2 separate regions of the Mus musculus genome follow, and region 1 is linked to region 2. Evidence: chromatin contacts called from public HiChIP or PLAC-seq data. All regions are on one chromosome and are shown on one strand. Each heading gives the region's core, a stretch centred on a gene start, on an enhancer-like site or on the middle of the called end of the contact. The rest is flanking DNA. Distances are from core to core; before and after follow the strand shown.

Region 1 (3,512 bases), core at 674-3,173, 81 kb after region 2:
GATAACAAAAATGAAGAATTAGTGGGTTTAAGTAATGTGTCAAGGTTACCACGCTAATAATTAGTTGTTGGGGTCTGAATACACTTTCCCCACAAAGTCCTGTATCATAAGCCTTCCAGACCCCACTTCAAGTCAACTCACCCCAGCCAGGAAAGGACAGTTTTGACGACTCAAGCTGTGATCAATGTGAGTCAGGACTCTCCGAAGTGGGCCAAGTATATCTTCCCCTTTCTTGCCTTGAACCACTAGACAGTGTAGGGCAGCAGACAGAACTGGCTAAAATGCAGGGGAAATGGGTCAGGATGTTCATACAGAGGAAGGACAGGCTGCCCTCACCTCCCTGATACACGGATTCACCTGCAGTTCTGTTGCCTCCCATTCCAGCCACTGGTTGGTGAGATCATCTTGTTCCCAGCCACATAACAGAAAAAAATATCTGCCCAGGGAGAGAAAGTAAGTTGAAGCATCTGTCTAGTTCATGGATGAACCCACAGTAGAACAGTATTTGCAAATAAGGTCACAGAAAGATTAGTGATTCACCCTGATTTGGGCACCTCCCCACACCAAGAACCAATACTGACCGGCAGATTGCACTAGCAGAGAAGAGGTAGTTGCCACTATCCAGCTGCAAGACAGGGACCTTAGGCCGGGTAAGGAATGGTACCACACACTCTGAGACAGAGGAAAATGGGTGAAAATCAGGGGTAAGAAAATAAATGAGGAGGCTGGAGAGATGGCTCGGCTGTTAAAGAGCACTGACTGCCCTTCCGAAGGTCCTGAGTTCAATTTCCAGCAACCACATGGTGGCTCACAACCACCCGTAATGAGATCTGACACCCTCCTCCAGTAAATCTGAAGATAGCTGCAGTGTACTTAGATATAAGGCGGGGCGCAGCCTGAGCAAGCGGGGTTGACCAGAGCAAGCGGGGTTGACAGGAGCCAGCAGAAGTCCTGAATTCAAATTCCCAGCAACCACATGATGGCTCACAACCATCAGTACAGCTACGGTGTACTCATATATACATTAAATAAATAAGTAAATCTTAAAAGAAATGATTTGACGTCACATTGTGTGCTGGAGGCCTGGGTTTTCAATCTACAGTTTCGAAGGTAAGAACACTAACCGGGGAGGGGTGGTGGTGGAATATGCTAGAGGGGCCAGCTAGTGTTCAGTTGAGACTGCCAACTGCAAACAAGAGGTAGAGTCTACAGAGAGGTATAGAATAGTGCTGCAGTCAAGCTGTCAGGGAGGATCTGACCAGACAACTCTTAGAAAGTCACCCAAAAAAGTTGTCTGGGAATACGCAATAAACTTCAAGGACTGAGTGTGCACATGTCTGTACTGAGGTCCTGGAAGGAGAAAGGGGCTTCCCCAAAACGACACGGGAGGTTGGAGGTGATCGCGAGAGTGACCGGGCTGAGAGGGAGTTGCCATGATAGGTGGGTCCTGGAAAACTAACCAGAGGGGAGACTTAAAACGAGGTTTGAAGAGTACAGTGAGGGTAACTAAGGGAACTAACTTCAGAAGGGTTACGGAAACAAAGGTTGGCGTGACTAAAGTTAACGTTGAGTCGATTGGGGAACGGGCACTGGAGCCTGGCAAACAACTGTGAGATGAACACCCCTCACCCGCCGCCCACCGGCAGCCACTCCAGTACCTTCGGGGCCTACGGTGCTGATGAGCAGCTCCGCCCGACCCCGGGCCCTCGCGGCCGCAGCCAGCACGGGCAGGCTCCCCGGGGAACCCTCGCTCACGAACAGTCTCATCGTGCCTCGGAGCCCACGCTGATGCAATCGGAACCGGCCTCCCGCTCCTGGGTTAAGCTGCAAGGCACGTCGGGAAATGGAGTTCTGTGTCGGCCGGACGCTCGCGGTAGGCTCCAGGAAAGCCGACTACTCATCCCATCACGCACCATTACGAAACAGGAAATGGTTACCAACGAGACCCGGAAGTTGACGGTGCGGGCTAGCGTGGCACTCTGGGTCGGCCGGCTCCGAGAGGGTCCTTTGAACTGTTGAAGTCGGCCGCTGTAAAGCGATCCGATGGAGACGACGCGATGGGTGGCATTTTCTGATTCCTTACTGGTCGTTGAAGTGGTATCGCACGCGCCGATTCAAGTTGTTAAGGATCGGAGTTTTTAATTGGTTTGTGTGCGGGTAGTCCGAGAGCGTGGCGATGCATTTAGCTACAAGATTAAAAATCAGTTGGGGAACTGTGAGCAAACTTTAGTGTCAACGTGGAAATTAATGTGGCTGTCCATCAGCCACAAAGGATGTGGCTCGCGAACCTTTATTACTTAGGAATTGGGAATGTAGTTTAGTTAGTAAGCGTTTGCTTAGCATGTGCAAACCGCTGGGTTCACCCCCGGTACACAACACTGTGTGGTGGTGTGTCCACTCCTGTAATCCCAGCGTTGAAGAGGTGGTGATAAAATTATCATAAATTCGACGTTATCCTCTATTGCAAGCCAGCCTAAGCTACTAGGGATCTGTCAGTAAATCAGTGAGGAAGCCTGGAAAGATGGCTCAGCGGAGAACACAGGCCAGGCTGTCCTTTTCCTGGACTCTCCTTTGACCCATTTGCATGGTTGACAGTTGTCTGTAACTTGAGTCCTAGGGGAATCATGCGCCCTCTTCTGGTCTTCATGATTACTGCATGCATGTGGTGCAGAGACCTCCCTGCACTCGAAACCCCTTACAAATAAAAGAAAAAGGAGTTGGGTGTGGTGGGACACTCCCTTAATTCCAGGACTCAGAAGGCGAAGGCAGTTGGATCTCTTTGAGTTCAAAGCTATCCTGGTCTTTATAAACCTAGTCTCAAAAAAAAAAAGTGTGTGGTTTTTGTTTTGTTTTATTTTGTTCTTAATTAAAAATAAGGGGTTTAGAGATAACTCTGGTTCGGGAGCACTTGATGCTCATCCAAGCACACACATGACAGGCAGATCACAACCTTCTGTAACACTAGTGCCTCTTCTGGCCTCCATAGACCTGCCCAAAAATAGTACACTCAACTTGCAGGCAAGACCTTGATACACATTAAAAAAAAACAAAAATAAACCAAGCAAGCCCTGACATAAAAGTGAAAATGCACTAGTCTTCCATTTACATATAGCTAGACAATCACAGCAAAGGGAGATGAGAGTTATGCTACAAAAGGTCAAATTGAGGGGGAAGTGAGAGATTTCGCAACAAAGCCAAATAAACACATGCAAAGGGATATCTTATCTTTAAAAAAAAAAAGTATGAGGCTCTTCTCATACAGTGCCAGCCTCGTCCTGTAGACAGGATGGTGAAGGTCGGTGTGAATGGATTTGGCCGTAATGGGTGCCTGGTTACCAGGGCTGCCTTCTGCTCTGCAGTTGGCAAAGTGGAGATTGCCATCAACAACCCATTTATGGACCTCAACTACATGGTCTACATATTCCAGTATGACTCTACTCATAGCAAGTTCAATGGCATGGTCAAGGCTGAGAAAGGGAAGCTTGTCATCAACGGGAAGCCCATCACTATCT
Region 2 (3,518 bases), core at 469-2,968:
TCTGTTTGGTTTTGATACAGGGTCTCATGAATCCAGGACTCCTTTGAACTCATGATCTCCCTGCCTCTGCCTCGTGCAGCCATACAGGGCCAAGCAGGAGTTGGAAGATTTTGGCTCAGTCACTAAGTGCTTACTGAACAGACATGAGGACTATGTTTGGATCCCCAGTACCCCAGGGGACAGAAATGGGCAGATATGGGGGGTGGGGTGGGACAGAGGGAGGGTGGGGAGGTGACTGACCAGCCAGTCTACCCCAAAACAGCAAGCTCCAGGTTCTGTGAGAGACCTCAAAAAGTAAGATGGAAAGTGAGAGAGGAAGACACCCACACCAAGGCTGGCCTGTGGATGTGAGCGCGCACACACACACACACACAAATGAAGACACCCACACCTACTAACCTTGGCCTCCTGATGTGGGTACACTCATGCACACACAACACACACATACAGACACATACAAACATATACACATACACATGAACAGGAGAAGCAGCCATGGCCAGACAGGAGGAGGCTGGGGCTAGGGAGGGAAGTGGCCTGCAGCTACCTGAAAGTGCAGATATGTGGCCAGGGTTGGGAGTTAGCTGGCTGCTGTCTCTTGGTGGAGAGGGAAAAGCTTGGCCTGGTCCTCAGCCTCATAGCCACACGGCAGGTCACTCCTGGAGGAAGAAACAGCCTGTCAACAGCTCTGCCCCCACTGCGGCCAGCACTCTGACAGCGTGCCTGAGATACTGAAGGGCGGGTGAGGGCAGGAAGGATGCAGGCTTCCTAAGGAACCTCAGGCCTTGCCCAAGGTCGGAACGTTCCCTGAGGTACGGAGAAAGTACCCATGGGAGTGCCTGGATCTCCTGCCTCATTTCTTCCCTCCTCCCCAGAGCTCCAGGGAAGTCCTCTTAGAGAAGTGTTATTCGATTTTTTTGGGTCCCGCCCAGAGACCCCAAGTCTGAGTACCTGTTGTCGTTGATATCTGTGGCATTTCCTGAAGGGATGAGAACACAGGGTTAGAAAAAAGCTGGCGTGAGGAACAGTCTTCACAACCCCTCCCATCCTGAAGCCCATGCCTCTGAACTGGTAAACTGAGGCACTCTACCCTCACCACTCCAGAAAATAGTGGGTTTGGCTGGAGACCTAAGCAAGCCCTTAGGAGAAAGCTGGTCCACATGAATCGTACCCAACCCCGGTACAACCCCTCCCTCCCCAGCTGTACCAGGAATGGGATGCAGGGCAGAAACCACACTAGGCACAGGCTGTTCCACGAGCTCTCCCTGACAGTATCGTTTTGTTTGACCCTCCAGTGAGAGGAAGGTTCTGTTCGTGTCTGTTGTAAACACCTCTCATCTTCCCTGGGAATCCTGCGTCTTCATCACTTACCATTGTCCATGTTGGCCTTCTGGTAGGAAGCCAAGGGGGCAACAGATGTGGCTCCGCTGCTGGCAAAGCTGGAAGGAGCAGAATACAGATGCAGCCCACCATTCTGAGAGCCACTATGCCCACCTTCCTCCCGGTCACTCACCCTTTCTATGCCTGCAACAGAGGCCACCAATCATGGCGACAAGGAGAAAGCACCCACCTCCTAACCACGACCCAGAAGACCGCGAAAAGGGTTAGAAACCACGGGACTCAGGAAATGCATTTTTAAAGGAACCAAGAGCTGACACCACCCTAATGCCTTCAGAGGGCCCAGATGGCCTTGGGCTGGAACTGCGGCCACACCCACGTCACTCACTACATATCTGAAGTGGAGCTAGGCGCAGCCTGCAGGTGCAGGTTCTGGTAGTTCTGGAAGAGGTTGTTGGTGTAGCTGATACACTCGGGGCTCCGGGTGCCGTAGGGGTTGGTGGGTGAGGAGGCAGGATAGTGGCCAGGCCTCACAGGCTTAGCTACAGAACAGAAGAAACAACCGTGAGAAAGCTATCATCGGTTACCCGAGTCTACCTGGCCCCAAGGTCAACCCCAGCAAACCACAAACTGACAGCGTCATCCTCTGGTGGAAAGGCTGGGGACTAAAAGCAAGCGTTGAGTGGTCTGGCACTTAGGGACTGGCTGCGTTTGCCTCAGGTGGCGATGCGGTCTCACCAGCTGACATCCACTCACCGATCTGGGCAGAATGGCCCCGCTTGCCGGAGCTCTTGTACCGCACGGCTTCTTTGATGCGGTCCACCTCCTGCTGGTATCTACGCTTGTCCTTCATAGCGCCCTCCTTGGCCTCCTTCAGTGCACCCTCCAGGGCCTTAACTCTCTCAGCCGTAGCCCGAAGTCGTTTTTCCAATTTAGGAAGCTCACAACGCAGATCTGCATTGTCACGTACCAGCTGCGGAGTGAGCCGCACGGGAGAGCCCAGAAGAAAAGCCGGTGACCCAAAATAGTCACCCAGAGGAGCGTGGGGGTTGGGAGAAGAGAGAATAAAGGACAATCAAGGCCCTGTCAAGGGACCTCCTTGCTCTAGCAGTGTGTGGCTCTAGCCGGTTCTTCCATCTCCCTGTTTTCTTTTTTCCTTTTTTTTTTTTTTTTTTTTTTTTTTGGTTTTTCGAGACAGGATTTCTCTGTGTATCCCTGGCTGTCCCGAGCGCTGGGATTAAAGGTGTGTGCCACAATGCCCGGCATCTCCCTGTCTTCTAAGTGGCAAAACCTGCAGCTCTGCTATGGCCCTGTCCACGCGCCATCCATCTGGACACTCCCGTCCGTCCACTGTACGCCACAGCCCATGCCCGACCCACAGCTCCAGGGCCCCATGGGGATGAGATGGCTGAGTGAGCGTGCCAAGGCAGGACAGCAGGAGCACATGACAGAGGGTGGACACAGGCTGAGAAGGGCGCGGCAGGTGAGAGCCTGGCAAAGTAGAAGCTAGGCTCTGTAGAAGCCAGGCTCTGGGACCCATGCAGCCACACACACAGAGCCTCGCAGGAAGGAAAGGAAGTCCTGAGATTGCACAAACGTTTGTGCTCACTGCCTTTCCCCAGGGACCCCCTGGGCTGTCTTCCCCTACCCTGTTAAAATTATGCCAGAGTGTGATGGTAACCACTCCGCAGTGAAAAGGCCATTGGATCATTTTGCAGTGTCTATACATTGATGGACACTTGAAACTACTCAGGTGCAAGGCCTTGGGAGCTGGGAGGGAGGGAAGAAGGCAGGCAGGTCAGCACAGCAGAGAGCATGATGGGAAAGGGACAGAGCTAGAATCTTCTATGCAGCTTTAGTTGATTAGGGACATGGAATGTCTCTCCGCTCCTGGTTTAGCTTAACTGGTGGCAACTCTTATTTCCTTCACAGACTGCTTCTGCTAGGGAGGGACCTTGCTTACTCCTATCTGTCCTTTAGGGGAGCGGTTTTTGGAGTTTGGGACTTAGAGCAGAAGCAGAGGCTTTGAGGAAGGAAAAAGAATTAAGTAAGAAAAAGAAAGACAGGCAGACAGTGACATACTATGTAGCCCAGGCTGGCCTAGAACTCACGATATAGTCTCAGCTGCCTTCAAACTCTACCTTCTCGGGTACTGGGATTCCAGGCCTGTGCCACCATGC

What was found. HiChIP or PLAC-seq counts read pairs in DNA pulled down with a chosen protein or histone mark.
Region 1: a contact with region 2 is called in an H3K4me3 HiChIP or PLAC-seq map of the SCID.adh cell line, with 22 read pairs. The contact joins the promoter of Mars1 here to the enhancer-like site in region 2. A contact is called at or near these places in 19 of 39 promoter capture datasets (the 3T3-L1 cell line, the C10 cell line, the HPC-7 cell line and 11 more), 3 of 15 datasets of contacts at CTCF or cohesin (CD8 T cells and embryonic stem cells), 6 of 484 Hi-C or Micro-C datasets (embryonic stem cells, liver, morula and 1 more), 14 of 115 datasets of contacts at active chromatin or transcription factors (the 230-238 cell line, CD8 T cells, the HPC-7 cell line and 5 more) and 4 of 9 other capture datasets (adipose tissue, embryonic stem cells, liver and 1 more).

What each region holds. Positions count from the first base shown.
Region 1 is chr10:127,309,863-127,313,374 of GRCm38.p6, forward strand. It overlaps Mars1 (methionine-tRNA synthetase 1), which reads right to left and starts at 1,924. Exons shown (of 21, transcript NM_001003913.2): 1 at 1,659-1,924; 2 at 582-672; 3 at 358-436; 4 at 142-276. The coding sequence starts at 1,767. It also overlaps the pseudogene Gm6283.
Region 2 is chr10:127,229,198-127,232,715 of GRCm38.p6, forward strand. It overlaps Kif5a (kinesin family member 5A), which reads right to left. Exons shown (of 29, transcript NM_001039000.4): 24 at 2,095-2,311; 25 at 1,727-1,880; 26 at 1,372-1,439; 27 at 952-979; 28 at 548-659. The coding sequence ends at 581. Among named protein-coding and RNA genes, the nearest start is that of Pip4k2c, 19 kb to the left of the region's middle. Within about 2 kb of position 1,719, at least 41 of the 459 cell types and tissues checked have an H3K27ac peak or open chromatin away from gene starts, as enhancers often do. A contact at or near this core is called in CD8 T cells, the SCID.adh cell line, morula and 1 more, where this site is marked.